2 separate regions of the Mus musculus genome follow, and region 2 is linked to region 1. The links are chromatin contacts, called in public promoter capture Hi-C maps. All regions are on one chromosome and are shown on one strand. Each heading gives the region's core, a stretch centred on a gene start, on an enhancer-like site or on the middle of the called end of the contact. The rest is flanking DNA. Distances are from core to core; before and after follow the strand shown.

What was found. Promoter capture Hi-C pulls out the DNA fragments that hold promoters and counts their contacts.
Region 2: a promoter capture Hi-C map of second pharyngeal arch cranial neural crest shows a contact between it and region 1. The contact joins the promoter of Ist1 here to the promoter of Pla2g15 in region 1. A contact is called at or near these places in 3 of 39 promoter capture datasets (frontonasal cranial neural crest, maxillary cranial neural crest and second pharyngeal arch cranial neural crest) and 1 of 9 other capture datasets (pancreatic islet).

What each region holds. Positions count from the first base shown.
Region 1 is chr8:106,148,089-106,153,505 of GRCm38.p6, forward strand. It overlaps Pla2g15 (phospholipase A2, group XV), which reads left to right and starts at 2,266. Exons shown (of 6, transcript NM_133792.3): 1 at 2,266-2,525. The coding sequence starts at 2,399.
Region 2 is chr8:109,690,315-109,695,731 of GRCm38.p6, forward strand. It overlaps Ist1 (increased sodium tolerance 1 homolog (yeast)), which reads right to left and starts at 2,980. Exons shown (of 10, transcript NM_028018.2): 1 at 2,870-2,980. It also overlaps a transcript of Zfp821 not described here.

The sequences.
Region 1 (5,417 bases), core at 1,016-3,515:
GAGGCTTTTTTGAACTGAAGTTCCCTCTCTTTTTTTTTTTTTTTTTTTTTTTGCCAAGTTGACAGAAAACCAGCCAAGACATTGGGCCATGTAGTAAACCTTTGTCTTTAAAAAGAGGGAGGGAGCTCAACTCCCGATTTTGTCCACAGTGCCAGCAAAGGTCACGGTTAGCCATTCCCGTAGCAATCCTGACTCCTAATAGCTTGGGTGCTTGGGGAGGTGGTGCATCAGTAAATCCCAGTTGAAAGAGTTGAAAGCAGTGCCACTCTTCTGAAGTCTGTGGTCTTCTGGGACTGTGGTCATCTGAGGATGATAGTTTAGCCAAGATGTTCATACTGGCCAATGCCCAAGGTTGTCCAAGCCTTCTAGCACCTCCCCACCCCCTCTTGGCTCTGGACTTCTGACTGTTCCTAGTCTTGGCAGAGTGTCTCGATGACTCTGTACTGGCCTTCACCAGACCAGTCTGTAGCAACCTCTTACAGATGCAAGAGATTAAAGTAGGAGGCAGTGGGGCCTAATGTATTGGTTAGTGGGCTTTAAAATGCCCTGTTCTCTGGGGCTAGAGAGATGGCTCTGTAGTTATGAGCACTTGTTGCTCTTCCAGAGGCCTACAGTTTGATTCCCAGTACCTATATGGTGCCTCACAACTGTCTGTAACTCTATTACATTAGACTGAAGTCCTCTTTCTGACTTCTGCAGGCACCAGGCATGTATGTGATACACATACATGTAGGCAGAAATACTCATACATCTAAATAAAACAAATAGATCGTTTAAAAACAAAACAAAACAAAACTTTCTAAGCTGTGAGGTGATGGCACACACCTTTAATGCCAGCTCTAGGGAGGCAGAGGCAGGGGGATCTCTGTAAGGTTGGGGCCCAGCTTGGTGAGTACCAGGATACCCAGAACGGCCGAGAGAAATCCTCCTGTCTCAAAAAACCAAAATACAATTTAATAAATAAATAACTTCCTATTTTGCTATAAAAACTAGAATTGTTGGCATTAACGTGGGGTCAGCTGTTTACCAAGAAGAGGGAAGGAAGAGGTGGGGGGTGGAGCAGAAGTCTTGGGACCAAGCAGTGTCCCAGAAGCACAGTTGGCCTTCAGAAGGAAGTATGTAGAGGGTTATTTCTCAGAAGCACTGGTCAGTTCACCCCCAGAGTGTTGGCATATTACTGGGTGTTGAGCCTTTTGCCTACTACCGTCTGGGCCCCAGCTCCTCGCTCCAGTCAGTCTTATGCCCTTCCTGAGTCCTCAGGCTTGCGCGGACAGGGGCTAAAGTGCCAACATGAGCTCTCGAGCCCTGTTCTTTGCAGGGGAATCCTACAGAGAAATGGTTCAGACTTTCAGATCCAAACCACTCCCAACTCTATTCGTGTGCTGCACTTACAGAGTGACAGACCGTTTGAAACAGGCTGATCTCTGGGCCGTAGTGCCGCAAGCCTTTAATCCCAGCACTTGGGAGGCAGAGGCAGGCGGATTTCTGAGTTCAAGGCCAGCCTGGTCTACAAAGTGAGTTCCAGGACAGCCAGGACTGCACAGAGAAACCCTGTCTCGAAAAACAAAACAGAAAGAAAGAAAGAAAGAAAGAAAGAAAGAAAGAAAGAAAGAAAGGAAGGAAGGAAGGAAGGAAGGAAGGAAGGAAGAAAGAAAGAAAGAAAGAAAGAAAGAAAGAAAGAAAGAAAGAAAGAAAGAAAGAAAGAAAGAAAGAAAGAAAGAAAGAAAGAAAGAGAGAAAAAGAAAGAAAAAAGAAAAGAAAGAAAGGCTGTTTTAGCTTCTTCTCCCAGACCTGCTTCTTGGGTTCTAACATGCATTTCTACCGGCAAGGCAGACAGTAAAAGTTTTCTGGACGTGGGCGGCCAAACCTAGATGCCCCTGGGGATGCCAGTGTAAAGGCCGTATAAAGGTCCTGGACAGCTGCTGGTCACCCGAGTTCCAAAACACTAACTTCCTCTTTTTTTGTTTAGAGACCATTCACCCATAGCAAATGAAGGGCATGTTTTTGGTCCTTGTGCTGTGGGAAGGCTAGGAATTAGGAATGAGAACTACTTGAGTGGACTTTGAGAATTGTTCTGTGTTGGGTTCACGGTGAGGTGAGATGGGGCTGTGTAGGAGCAGGGCGACAGCTGGGATGATAAGCGGCTCCCATCGGTTGGTCGATCGATGCGTTCGGCGCGCAGCAAAGTCCCGGAGGTGGGCATGGGCGGGTGGTGAGCTCCGGTGGGAGGGACGCTCGTGGCGGAGAGTTGCAATTGGTAGAGCCTTAGCAAGAGGCGGGTCTTAATTGACTGGTATCTGCGAGCGGTGGGGTTAACTAGCTGAGCTGCGGCCCGGGCCTAGGCACGATCCCTAATCTCTAAAGCAGCCCCTTGGACCTGCGACCACAGTCTCACGCCATGGATCGCCATCTCTGCACCTGTCGCGAGACCCAGCTCCGGAGTGGCCTCCTGTTACCTCTGTTTCTACTAATGATGCTGGCAGACCTGACGCTCCCGGCCCAACGTCACCCCCCGGTGGTGCTGGGTGAGACTCGTGTTCAGGGTGGTGGTGGGTGGATCCTGCAGGATCCAGTGCAGCCAGGGTCTGGTGGGCCAACTGCTCTGTTGTGCATCTGCTTTAAGCACGAAACCCAGAGCATTTGGTTTCTAACCTGGGTCAGTTCGGTTAGCCCACCTCCCGCCATACCGGGCATGGGTGTGGTCTGGAGCCCTCTGAAACGTGAGAGTAAAGGGAATAGATAATGTCTGGCTTTCCACTCCACCTAACTGCAACAGCTCCAAACCTTGCCTCGCCATGCCCCCATTTCTTAGCTGGAAAGACTGAGGCAATTCAACCCTACTTCAGCGGGTTCCTAGGCAGTCTCAGAATCGGTCATTACCTCCTACCCTCTCTATTTCACAGGGAATGAGTGGTAGCAAGTTCTATCCACGCTGGCCCCCAAAAGCATTTCTCTGCTCTCAGCTTATGGAATGGATGGTATTGACTTTCGAGGAGATGGCCTAAGGGAAACAGGGTGGCTAAGGGAAGGGAGGAGAGAGGAATGGGGTTGGGACAACAGTCTTGAACTGGCGTTGAGGGAGTCCGGGAGTCTGAGAGCATGCCTCCACTCTCCGCTTCCAGACCTAATTACTCTAGGCTGTACTGAGGCCAGGTGACATTCCCTGCCCACTTGCTCTTCTGTCTTAGACTTGGCAGCGGAACAGAAATAACAATGTTTCTATGTGGTAATAGGCCAGGCTAAAATCTCTAGGAGTCTTAGATGCCCCATTCAGCCAATGGAAGTCGTTTTGAACTGGTGTTTCGCTGGCCAGGACTCCTGAGAACAGAGACATGCTGAAACGTACGCTATATATATGTTTATGTATGTATATGTGTGTGTGTGTGTATATATATATATATTTTCTTTCTGCTGGAGCATAAATTCCTGTGCTCTTTCTTCCCTTTTTTCTTTTTGTCTTGTCTTAGACAGGGTTTTTCTGTGTAACCCTGGCTGTCCTGGAACGCACTCTGTAGACCAGGCTGGCCTTGAACTCAGATACCCACCTGCCTCTCCCTCCCAAGTACTAAGATCAAGGGTGTATGCCACCATGCCTAGCTGAGAAACCCTCTCTTGAAAAGCAATGTCATTCTAGGTCAGCGAAGGGGATGGGGGATTCTGAGCCTAGGTTCCCTTTGAGATTTGTATACAGCTGGACCTGCCTCTCTCAAGCTTCCTGGATGGTAGTAATAGTGCCTCTCAGAGAGGTCATCCTGAGAGGTGAGAGAGAGAGGTGTGGGAGCGCTGGGGAAGCCTTCCTGGAATATGCAGGAAGTAAGGTGGCTTGGAAGATTGCTCCAGGCTGGTCAGCATGGAACTGGGGGAAGGCAGGAGATATGGGTGGTGTAGAACTTGTGACTTGGTCATCTGGACTTTAACCCTGAGGACCAGTGTGAAGAAGTCACGTGTGAATGTAAGAAGATCTAAGAATAAGGCCCATGACATTGAGATGTGTGTATTCTCTGACCACATACGCGTTTCCTACTTGAGGCAGAGTCTTTGTAGCCTTGTCTTCTTGCTGTAGATCAGGCTGGTCTTGAACTCACAGAGATCTGTCTGCTTCTCCCTCCCTAGCACTAGGATTAAAGGAGTGCACCATCACACCTGGCTTATTTGCAGCATAGTATCGCTTGGACAGATGGGCACTAACTGCCAATTAATCTATGCAGACTTTGGTTATCCTAAATCATAGCTGAGAAGCCTTAGACTCTGAAAGAATCTGAGCTCCTGTATCCTTGTGCATCTTTTCAAGGACCAGGGCTGCTGCCAGAGAGAGCTTTTTCTTGTTTTGTTTTGTTTTTGTTTTTCCGAGACAGGGTTTCTCTGTATAGTCCTGACTGTCCTGGAGCTCACTCTGTAGACCAGGCTGGCCTCGAACTCAGAAATTCTCCTGCCTCTGCCTCCCAAGTCCTGGGATTAAAGGCGTGAGCCATCACCGCCCGGCCAGAGAGAGCTTTTTCTAGGCACAAAAAGTGCTGCAGGGTCCTGAGTTAGTGGGAGAGGTAGCAGAAAACTGATCTTGGAACAGGGGGGTGGGATCTTAGGCAAACAGTTTGCATCCCTCTCAGCCTCAGTCTTCTTATCTGTTAAATGAACAAAGAGGGCCTGCAAGATGGTTCAGTGGACGAAGGGGATTGCCACCAAGCCTGAAGACCCGAGTTCTATCCCCAGAAGAAACCAATTCTGGAAAGTTGTCCTCCAGCCTCTGCACATGTGCTGTGTTGTGCTCTCGTCTTACCCCTGCACATACATGTAGACTAAACATAATTTGATAATGTGTATGAAAGTAAAGAGGACTCTTCCCAGGGTTATTTGAAGTAAAAGTTTTGTGTCTGGTTCTTGTCTATGTCTCAACCACCAAGTATCTCAGGAAGGGGCCATTGCTATTTTTAGAGGCCTCCCAGCCTGACCAGGAAGAGGGGTAACTGGTGGCTTCCTCTTTCACCCATTTCCTCGTCAGTGCATGGAGACATTGACCAGTCGTCATGCCCTGCTCATAGGTATGTCATGTCGAAGCTCCCATGGTGGGAATTTCCTGCATCAGCACCCACATCATGAAGGGAGTGGAAGGCACGTGTCTTCCCACAACACTCTGAAGACACTGGGATAACTGCTTAGGCAAGGACATGTGCTATGCTGGGTTCAAAGACACTGTTGAGAAAAGTCAAGGGGCTCTTTATAGTGACTGTGGGTCTCAAAAAGGGTTTTTTTTTTTTACCCCCTCGGGCGTTGGTACCACACCCCTTTGATCTTATCACGCAGGAGGCAGAGATAGGCAGATCTGAGTTCCAGGACAGCCAGGGCTACACAGAGAAACCTTTTAAAAAAAAAAGACGGGGAGGGGAGGTTGTCCTTGTAAAGTTGTACAGCCTGTGGAT
Region 2 (5,417 bases), core at 1,730-4,229, 3.5 Mb after region 1:
ATATTTTTAATTATTTACTTTTATTTTATGTGCACTGATGTTTTGCCTGCATGTATGACTGTGTGAGGGTATCAGATCTTAGAGTTACAGACTGCTTTTAGTTGCTATGTGGGTACTGGGAATTAAATCAGGGTCCTCTGGAAATGCAGTCAGTGCTCTTAGCCCGAGCCACCTCTCCAGTGCCTAAAGATTTTTCTTTTTATTCATGTGTATGTGTGTGTCTGTTAAGCCACAAGCAGGTGGGAGTCCTCAGAAGGCCATAAGAGGGCATCAGGGATCCTTGGAGCTAGAGTTACAGGGAAGATAGCAGAAGTGGGTGCTGGGAACCAGAGCTGGGGTTTGGAAAAGCAGTCAGCCCACTTCACCCTTTAGCCATCTCTGCTTTAAAACACACTGGAAAACTACAAGTGACCAAGTAACCAGAGGGAGCACAGCAGTAAGAGCAGTGAGAAAATGACCAAACAGAAGGTAAACAGATGTCCAAATACACAGCGAGTTATGTAACTAATGTGAGTGGAAAAAATACCATTAAAAGACAGATGATTAGCCAGACCTGGTAGCAAAGGAATTTAATACCAGTAGTTGGGAAGCAGAGGCTGGGGAGGTCTGACTTTGAAGCCAGTCCAGTTTACATAGCAAGTTCTATATCAGCCTGGGCTATATAATGAGACTCTGTCTTAAAAACAGCAGCAGCAGCAGCAGCAGCAACAACAACAACCAGCTGGTGATGTCAAGAATGGTGATCCGGGGCAGTAAAGAGATGGCTCTTGATGGTCAGTCAAGAGCATTCACGGGCTGCTCTTCCACATGACCCTGTATTCCCTGCACCTACATGGTGGCTCACAACTGCAGTTAACTCCACTCCCCCACAGGGGATGAGGTGGAAATCTGATGCCTTCTTTTTGGCCTATGAGGGCACCATACATACATGTGATATGGACGAACATGCAGGAAAACATGCATATACATAAAAGAGAAGGCTACTAGTGCATAGGTGGTTCCCAGCATGAGAGACACAGGCAGGAGGATCATGAGTGTAACCCAGCCTAGACTACACAACAAACCTGTCCCAATAGTATCCAGATGAAAAAAGAACCAACTAATTACTGTTAACAGGAAGAGCATGCCATCTAAATAGGTGAGTTCACCAAGAAAACACAACTGTAACTCTGAATGCCTCTCATGAGAAAAGATGCAAAACACATGAAACAAAAACTGACATGCAGCAAAAAGAAATACGACAATCTAGTTATAGTTAGAAACCTCAATATACCCCTTTGGCAATTCATCAATCTAGCAGGCAGAACACCAGAAAAATAACAACTGTGGTACTGGCTACTAATGAGTTTGTGAAGCAAACAGTTGAGAGTGCCAACTTAAGGAAGAAGGAATTTCAAACTTTGATGTGTGTGTGTGCACGTGTGCATATGCATTTGCAAGGGCCACAGTACAAGCGTGGAACAGTTGTGGGTACTCTTTCATGCAAGTACCAAGGATCAACTTATACCAGGCTTGGCCACAAGGGCCTCTAAATGCCTAGCCACCACATGAGCCTTCCTCCTCGTCATTCAATCCAGCTCCTAGCCTACCTGGTGCTTACTTGCAGAGGACCTGGGTTCAATTCTCAACACCCCCACGGTGGCTCACAACGGCCCAATAACTCTAGTTCCAGGGGATCTGAAACCCTCTTTGAACTCCACAGGCACCAAGCACACTCATGATGCAGATATGCCTGGGACCCTAGATAAAGGGTCTAGGCAAAACACCATACACATAAAATAAATATTTAAAGAAAAAAAAAAGGAAACCTCGTTATCAGTAATTTAAGGGTTCCACATGAAATAATTTTCATAGACTACACTTCGTTTTGGGAAGTGTTGGCACTTTAAACCACAAAAGGTTACATATAATTGGGACCTGATCCCGATTAGAGCCTAAATTAAGTGGATCAGAGTCTACTTAAGGACTCTAGAGGCTCGGGTCTTGTTAGAAACCAGAGGCACAAGAAGAAAAAGAGAAAGGCTACGAAAGTAATCAGGGGAAGAAAGCATTGTTTTTATCAAGTGAAAATGTTAAGAAGCCGCGTGACTTAAACACAAGGATGCGGTGAAGTTCCCCCACGAAGGTCAAAAAACCTTGAAGGGTGTGAGATGTTAACAAATGTACCGACTAATATTTTACTAAGCTGGAAAAAGACATGCATATGGAAATGGAAAAGTCTGACTGAAACAATGAAACACAGGTTGATTGTTTGATGGAGGGATTATACTGTTTTGTTCTCGTAAGAACAAAAAAACAAAAACAAAAACAAAAACAAACAAAACCAGAACAAACACCAAGAAGGCACAACAAAAGAAATGACAGTCTCCTCCCGGGAGCCATTCAACAACAACAGACTGTACACAATAAGCCCCCGTAGCCTCCCCCTGACATCAGTCGGCCGCAGCCCTGGTCCGGTCCGCATCCTAGCTCAAGTTCAAGGTCCTGAGGGCCACGCCTGACCCCAGGACCCGGAAGAGGAGCGCTCCCTCGGGCTCTCCTGGTCTGACTCACCCCGCAGCAACCGCGGCGGTGGGGACAAGGCCTCCCTCAGGGTCCCGACCCGACCGCACTGCAGAGGGGTGTCTCCTCAGTGCCCGGCTCATGCCGGGGGCAACAGCGACGCCAGCACCTGTCTAGGCGGTCCCACCTCCTCCCACGGCCGGAGCCCGACCTCAGGCCTGACCCCGACTGCCAGGGCTTCCCCCGCTGACACGGCGCGGACGGCTTGTCCTCACGGTCCTACAGACTAACGCTGGGGTTCCGTAAAAGCGGGACGTAGATGGAAGAGGGAGACAAAGATGCTTAGGTCTAAGGAGGGCACGCTCACCTGGAGGGATCCGGACGTGAAAACGGAAGAAGCCGACTTCCGAGGAGCCGCTCGGCATCCAAAATGGCGACTCCCTCGACCTCCCCACCGCGGACTCGAGCGGAGGAATCCAAGGGGGCGGTGTTAGCCACGCCCTACCTAGCAGGGATTGGCTGCGCACACAACAAGGGGCGGAGCGAGGGACTATTTCCCACGGCGGAGGCGTGGGACCTGACTTGTGACACTTAACGTCACGCAGTGGGTTGAGTCATTTGCTAAGGGCGCGCCTTGCAATTTGCCCCGGGCGCGGCGGGGCGGGTGGAGGCTTCTCCTGGATTCTGTGCCCGGTACCCTTGTTCCAGATTCTTCCAGCCCCTGGAAAAACCGGCTGCAGACTGTCTCGCAAACGCCCGCGGATCCGAGCGGAGTCTGGCTTCCCCACTTAGCTCACCGGTCGGTCGGTCGGTCGGTCGGTCGGTCCTGGGACTCCGACCTCGGAGGGATGGTTGGGCGAGATTCAGCGCTGTGGAGCCGACTTTCCTCCACCGCCTCTCTTTCCACCGACACTGTCCGCCCCGCACCTTCACTAATGTACTCTGCACAGCCTCCACTCTCGCTCTTATTTTGTATCTGTATTCAGAGGCTTTTCTGGGCTTGAAAGCGAGAAAGAGCCTTCCTGTTCTCTGGCTCTTGGCCCTGCTATGAGGCCACAGCTATCAAGACCAAAACTGTGGCTTGTCTTGGGTCAGTGGTAAAACGAGGACTGCAGGTTACTTTGGGAGGATAATATGAATTGAAAATAACTGGCTTGTAACCATGTGCCGCTGTTCAAAGCTCCAGGATACTAGGACCTTAGAATTACACAATATTTGGTTCCCATAAAATGTTCAGATCGTTCCCCCAGCAAAATATTTGCATAGAAAAATTGTAGTTCTGCAATGAGATCATGACATTTGTGGCTAACACTTTCTACACACACAGTCCCAACAACAAAGTACAATGATAGAAAAATTTCCCCTGAAGCACAAATTAGTTTATTGGGCTCATTTACAGACCATAGGTGACAAGTCACTTAACAAGCAAGTGAGTAATCACTCTCCTTCAAATAAGCTTGCACTGGAAAGTATCCAGTAGAAATGAAGGCTTCCTGGCATGGATGGAGCCCACTTCCCTACTGCTCTCCAGCCCACACTCTAGCCCCTCCCCAGGCTACACGTAATTAGGGCGGAAGTACGTTCAACAGCTGGTATCGATTGCAGGCATACCCAGGTGAGGGTTCCAAGACCCTCTTGGCCCCTCCTTCAAATATGATGATCTTTGGGCACAGCTACATTCCTGAAGATGGCTGTTGTTTGGCTCCGATGATAGAAAAGTATCGCAGCACTTAAGGGGCAGGTTGTTCATATTTAAAGTGCCTAGGGACAACCCAACCGAAGGTGCGAATGTGTGTGGACATTGTTTAGATACAGTTTCAAACTAACCAATCCTTTTTTTTTTTCAGATGAATGTCATTAGATAATAAAGGCATACATATCAGATATTGTTATTTTGTATAAAATCTTTTCATGTAAGAAATGCCTATGTGTATAAAGGTAAAATGGCAGCCATAAAGCTTCAGTTTGTTTGTTTAATGGTGATGAGGACTGGAGTGTCCTTGCTAGCTTTATTATGTTTTCAGATACTGAAGTCAGGGCTGAAGAAATGGCTCAGTGGCTAAGAGTGAACACTGTTTTTCCAGAGGACAAGAGTTGGGTTTCCAGCACCTGTGACAGGTGGTTCAAAACCACCTAATTTCAACCCCAGGGGATCTCTGTAGTGGTTATTCCTGGTTGTCAACTTGACTATATTTGGAATGAACTCCAATCCAGAATTGGAAGGGTCACCAGTGACCCTGATCTGGAGGCTGGGAGATAGAAGTTTCTGACCTGGATCTTGGTATGGAGATCTTGAAGACAGTGAGATCTCTGAGTTCAAGGTCATCTGGGATTAAAGGTGTGGTGGTACACACCTTTAATCTGGGCTACACCTTCTGCTAGAGACCATATAAGGACATTGGAAGAAGGAAGTTGTGCTCTCGCTCCGTTGACTGCTTGCCGTGTGGGACTGAGTAACTGCTAGATCCTTGGACTTCCATTCACAGCTACGACTGAACCATTGTTGGGAATTGGACTGCAGACTGTAAGTCATCAATAAATTCCTTTACTATATAGAGACTACCCATAAGTTCTGTGACTCTAGAGAACCCTGACTAATACAATCTCACACCCGCTTCTGGCCCTTCTTGGGTACCTGCACTCACATGCAGAGACACAGTCACATAATAAAAAAAAAAATTAAAAAGATGTTCAGAGTCATTAACCAAAAAGTAGGTATACATTTGCTGGGTGTGCTGGCACATGTTTTTAATCCCAGCACTGGGAAGGCAAAGGCAGGAGCGTCTCTGTCAATTCAAGGCCAGCCTGGTCTACTCAGAGAGCTCCGGGATCAGGATAGCCAAGACTTATTAGAAAACTTTTTGTTGTTGTTGTTTTGGTTTTTCGAGACAGGGTTTTTCTGTGTAGCCCTGCCT